Regions from separate parts of the Anas platyrhynchos genome. Here region 1 is linked to region 2. The links are chromatin contacts, called in public Hi-C maps. All regions are on one chromosome and are shown on one strand. The core of a region is the stretch at or near the end of the contact, and the rest is flanking DNA. Distances in the headings are between cores, read along the strand shown. Region 1 holds the start of SCN4A (sodium voltage-gated channel alpha subunit 4). Region 2 holds the start of FAM171A2 (family with sequence similarity 171 member A2).

Region 1 (2,700 bases), core at 179-2,678, 130 kb before region 2:
TGATGGTGGTGCCCCTGGAGCCAGCACCAGTCCATGCTGTCGCTTCAGGTCCAGGCTGAGATCAAGAGGAACTGGGGCAAGTGGCAGTCGTCCATGGAGAGCAACGTCTTCAACCTGGCCACCCAAGACTTCACAGCATGACAAGGATGGCGTCTGGGGGGAAATTTCTCCCTGTGGATGGTGGTGGTGGTGCAGCTCCATGAGTACAGCCCCAAGAACCACAGTAAAAGGGGATTTGTAGGTTCTGGGTCTTGCACCTTCAGAGGCTGATGTGAGCAGCCCATGGGGAAAGGCTCTGCCCACTTGGGTGCTGGTGTCTGTGGAGGCTTCTTACTGATACGTGCTGGGGTCTCACCTACCCAGAGCTCCACGTGCAATTCACTCAGCAAGGCAAAGCATGCTTCTCCTCCTTTTCTGCCCTGGGGCTGGCTAGGAAACACACATATTTTAAAAACAACATCTGGCATTTTTCATTTGTCACCAGAATGGAAACTGAAGTGGCCCCAGTGCTGAAGGGATTTACCAATGTTTTTTCCCTCCCTCTTTTATTTACAAAATCATTTCCCTTAGGGGAAAATGCCTAAACATAGCCCCTGGCAGCCATGCTGGGGGTGGGAGAAGCAAATACAAAGACAAACCAAACCCAACAGCTCTACAATCCCCCAGTGCTCCCATTACTCACATCCTCCCCGTATTTCTGAGATGTTTCCCCTATTCCCATGCCTGCCACTTCGGCCACTCAGTGCCCAGCACCAGAGGGATGGGATGGTTTGCCAGGAACTGGTGGGAATTTGCCGATAAAATCTTACTCTGTAATCCAGCACTGCTTTTCAGAGGCTTGTTTGCTGCACAAACCCAGACCACAAACTCAGTGCCAAGCTTGCTAGCTGATGGAAACCCTGCCGTCAATGGTAACACCTGGAAATACCTCTGGAGAACGAACATCTGTTTTTTGTATGTCTGGTAAAGCGTCCAGGCTCTGGGCGAGGGACAAGGGATAGAGAGGACACAGCAGGACCACAGGAGGGATGCGGCTGGGCTGGGCTGGGGGTGCCAGTGTGCCATGGCCTGCAGGCATCAGCTCTGCCCGGCGTCCCCTCCAGGCAGAGTTGCCCCCATGCCACAGCCTGTCCCATTTGCCCCACAAGCAGCCCTCACTTGCCCCACGCTAAGCTCCTGCCTTGGCAAACAGCATCTCCAGTAGCAAGAAAGGCCTCGGATGCCCTTTCCCAAACCTCCCCCAGCCGCGCTGCTTTCCTGAGACCCGAGCCATCCGATCTCGTCAGAGCCTCTCAAGCTTCCCGGGTTGTAATTTCTCCACATAGCCACATGTCCTTCCTTAAATAAAACCCACGTACTGGCCCCTTTCCAGACTGCCGGATCTCCAGAGATCCTGCCTGCTCTCACGAAGAGGCATTGAGAAGGAAGCAGAGCCCCAGACCTGATTTGAGGTGAGATGGAGGATGCTCCGTTAACCAGCCCCACGGGCCAGCAGCATCCTGCCTCGCCAGCCAGGAAACCTCCTGAGGGGTACAGCAGCTGCCAAATAAATGCCTGCCTGCAGCCGCCAAGAGACCGCAGGTGAATAAACATCCCTCTCCATCATTAGCAAGGAAGATGAGGGCAGGGAGAGGAGGGAGACAGATTGCACCAGGGCTGGGGATGCTCGGAGGGAATGTCACCATTGCCATAAAGCTTTGAAAAGCACTGGCTTTTGCATGCGTTTGCAGCTGCGGATGGGCCCTTTTTGGTGCTAAACCTGCACCCCAACTCTGGGGGAAAGCCACTCTGGGGCTTGCTGGGCATCGAATCTATGGCATCCCAGAGCACAGTGGTGCCCACAGAGGCAGGGCTCGAGGGGGGGGGGGGGGGGGAGGGGGGGGGCTGATGTGACCCTGCCGCAGAGACTTTGTGACAGGTTTGCAAAAAGTTTGCACAGGTTTTGTGTCTCTACCTGCATCGTGCCCTATTACTTCGGATTTGGGGCGGCTGTCCTCCGGCTCAGTGGGGCCACGCAGTGGGGTGTCGCAGGAAGCGGCCACCCATCGCCCACCCGTAGCCCACCGTGCCCTGGGGGTGCGGCCGGGGGGGTGCTGGGTGTGGGGGGGTGTTTTGTCTGGAGCCGGTGGGTGGCACTACGGCCCCGTTCCGCGGGCACTGACACCGGATCCCCGGGACAGCCCCGAAGGCAGCAGCGGCCCCGCAGCCGCCCTCTGGCAAGCTCGGCTGGGGACCCCGGGCTCCAGCACCAAGGGACCCTACAGGCAGGAAGGTAAGGGGCCTCGCCGCTTCGGGGGAGCAGGCAGCCAAGCCCACACATGTCCCAAGGCTTCAGCAAGATTTGGGACCCTTCTGCCCGCCCCTCTTCGCAGCGACGGGGCTCGGGGAGCTGTGCCTTTGCCTGTAGCTTCTTCCCCTGCTCGCATCCCTGGATCTGCCATGGGATGCCAGGCTGCACTGCTTGGGCACGCCAGGGTGCCCCGCAAGGTGCCCATGCTGAGGGTGCCCCCAGTGCTTCACCCGCTTCTTCATCCCCACTCTGGGATGTGCCCAGTTCTGTGGTGTGGGGACTTCGCCCTGCTGCTGCAAGTGCCCCTTCCCCATGGGTTGGATCCTGCCAAAGCTCAGCCCCGCAGAGTCCTCACAGAGGCACCAAGGATCTGGTGGTACAGGAGGGTCAGGATGCACCCAGCACCGGCT
Region 2 (2,742 bases), core at 146-2,645:
AGCCGGGGGGGGACCCGCTCCCCACGCCCCCCCCATGCCGCCTGCGCATGAGCCTGCAGCCCTTGGCAGCCCGCCCGGCTCGGGCGCTGTCGCCCAGGCAACGACCTCGTTCATCCCGCCCGCCCCGGGCGCTTTCGGGACCCCACGGCCCCCCCCCGGCAGCATCCTGCCCCCCGAAAGCCCCCATGGCAGGGGGCAGCCGCCCCCCACCCAGATGTTGCCCAGATGTGGGCGAGGGGAGGAATTCGCAGCAGCTGCTCCGGCGATGCGCCTGGGGGGGGGGAATAAGCATGGGGGTCCTGGGTGGGGGGGGGCACAAATAGCAGGGACAGCCGGCACCCGTGGGGCAGCAGGAATGTCCCCGTGGCCACGTGCCGGCCACCCGCAGCTGCCGGGGGACAGCTGGCACCGACGGTGTCCTCGGGAACGGGGGGCCCGCCTGAACCCCCCCTCACGGCAGCATTGCCCACCCATGAAGGGGCCCCACTGGGTGGCACGGCCACACTGGTGCCCCCCTCCTTCCCCCCCCCCCAGTCCTCCCAGTATGGCCCCGCAGCCCCCAGTGCTCTCCCCACACTGGTGCCAGGCCCCATGCCCCGGGGTGGCACAGGGTGGCACTGTCTGGGTGGGGGTCAGGGACACCACATCTCGCCCCCCCCCAACCCTTGCCGAGCGTCTCAGCCCCACGGGCACCCCTCACCCCGTGGGTGCGTTTGGGGTGCGGGGAGGGGTCACGGGGAGCCGCAGGGACCCCAGGGTGGCACCCAGCGCCCCCAGCCCCACCCTGCCTCCCGGAGGTGCCCGCTATGGGGCTCACCCCACCCCTTACCAAAAGGACCCCCCCACCCTGCCCCTGGGACCCCCCCCCACCATCACACACCCCAGCCCTGCCCAGAGCCCCCCCCACCCCCCCCACCCCCACGGCTACCACCAGCCCCCTCACCCCAACACTGCGACCCCCCCCTCATCCCCCCCATGCACCGAGGGGGTGCCCCCCCCCAAAAAAAAAAACAACACCCCGCGACACCCCCGCAGGTGGGATGGGCGGACAGATGGAGGGGAGGGGGGGGAGAACAGACGGACGGCGGGGGACGGACAGACGGACGAGGAGGGGGATGCCGGGGTTGGGGGCAGGATGCCGGGGGGCGTGGGGGCAGGATAACGGGGGGGGGTGGAGTGGGGGGGGGCGGCCCCGGCCCCGCCGCGCACACAAAGGCCGCACTCACCGAGCGCCCCCGGCTCCGCCGCGCCCCGCGCCCCGCGGCCGAGCAGCAGCAGCAGCAGCAGCGGCAGGAGGCGGGGGGGCCGCATGGTGCCTCCGCGCCCTCACCCCGCCATGCCCGGCCCGGCACGGCCCGGCCCGGCCCGCCCCGCCCCGCCCGGCTCGGCTCGGCCCGGCTCAGCCGCGGGGGCCGGGCTCCACCTGCCGGCCCCGCCGGGCAGCGCCGCCCGCACCGGGAGGAGCCGGGGGGGGGAGCCGGGCCCCGGCGGGGGGCGGTGGGGAGGGGCCGGGCGGGCAGGGGCGGGCGGAGACCCCCGGCGAGGCCCCGAGCCCTGGGGCCGCACCCCGGGACCGCCACCGACCCCCCCCCCCGGGCCCGGCCCCCTCGTCCTGGCACCGACCCCCCCAGGACCGGCAGCGAGCCCCGGTCCCGGCACTGCCCCCCCCCGGTCCCGGCACCGACCCCCAGTCCCGGTCCCCGAGTCCCAGCCCCGACCCCCGGGACCGGCACCGCCCCCCAGTCCCAGCACCCCCACCCAACCCCGGCCCCCCCCTGCGCCACCCTTGGGCCCCCGCTGCACGCCCCCTGTCCCCGTGCGCACCCCCCCGTGTCCCGCGCCCCCCCCCCCAGGCCGCTGTGGCACCCCCACATCACCCCGCGGGTGCCAGGATTTATTGTCCGGGGGCAGCGGGGGGGTGACAAGCACCGTGGGCACCCCTGGGTGCTGGGGACATCAGGGCGGGGGGGGGGATGCTGGGCATTGGGGCAGGGCTGTGGGGTGGGGGGTGCAGAGGGTGCCGGGGACCCCGGGGGCCCCCCTAGCTCTGGGTGCCCCCCATCTCCTGGGCCCGTCCCGGTGCCAGCTCCTGCGTGTCCTCCTCCACGGGTGGCCGGGTCCTCTTGAAGAAGCCAATCTGGAAGAGGGGACATGGTGACACCCCCCCCTCGGGGACCCCCTCCCAGCATCGCCCCCACCCCGTGCCCGCAGCCCCCTCCCCAGGGGTCCCAATTTCTCCAGTCCCTTCTGTTGCCATCAGGGTCCCACCGCGATCTCAGGGTGTCACCGGGCCACGGCCCTCCCCAGGCGTCCCCAGGGGTGCCCGGCAGCGCCGTGTCATGTGTCCCCCCCCCCCCTCACCTTCCACATGAGGAGGATGAGGAGCGTGAGGAGCAGGATCCCCGCGAGGATGCCCAGCACCACCCACCACACCGGCACGTCCCGCTTGCCGTCGGGGCTGGCGCGCATCACCTCGGTGGCAGCCTGCAGAGGGACGGGGGGGGGCCACCACTGGGGCCACCGCTGGCACCGGCCGTCACCCCCCCCCTGACCCTGAGAGCTGTACCTCGGCCTCACCGCTGGGCAGGACGCGGGGCTGGACACGGTAGGGCATGGCCGAGGTGTTGAAGAAGCCCCGTGACTGGACAAGGAACTGCTTCAGGAGGTGCTCCCGCTGGGGACAGACACGGGGACACACGGAGACACATGGGGACACAGGACGAGTGGTGTCAGTAGCCAAAG

Evidence for each region. A called contact is a pair of places that touch in the nucleus more often than the background predicts.
Region 1: a contact with region 2 is called in a Hi-C map of liver, with 3 times the contacts expected there. The contact joins the promoter of SCN4A here to the promoter of FAM171A2 in region 2. A contact is called at or near these places in 3 of 8 Hi-C or Micro-C datasets (liver, skeletal muscle and subcutaneous adipose tissue).

The regions. Positions count from the first base shown.
Region 1 is chr28:6,466,846-6,469,545 of IASCAAS_PekinDuck_T2T, reverse strand. It overlaps SCN4A (sodium voltage-gated channel alpha subunit 4), which reads left to right and starts at 1,428. Exons shown (of 26, transcript XM_072028987.1): 1 at 1,428-1,581. The coding sequence starts at 1,551. It overlaps LOC101791362 (vasoactive intestinal polypeptide receptor 1), which reads left to right. Exons shown (of 12, transcript XM_072029007.1): 12 at 49-1,254. The coding sequence ends at 141.
Region 2 is chr28:6,332,081-6,334,822 of IASCAAS_PekinDuck_T2T, reverse strand. It overlaps FAM171A2 (family with sequence similarity 171 member A2), which reads right to left and starts at 1,395. Exons shown (of 9, transcript XM_038168634.2): 1 at 1,227-1,395. The coding sequence starts at 1,311. ITGA2B (integrin subunit alpha 2b) reads right to left here. Exons shown (of 30, transcript XM_038168890.2): 28 at 2,567-2,674; 29 at 2,362-2,484; 30 at 1,881-2,137. The coding sequence ends at 2,042.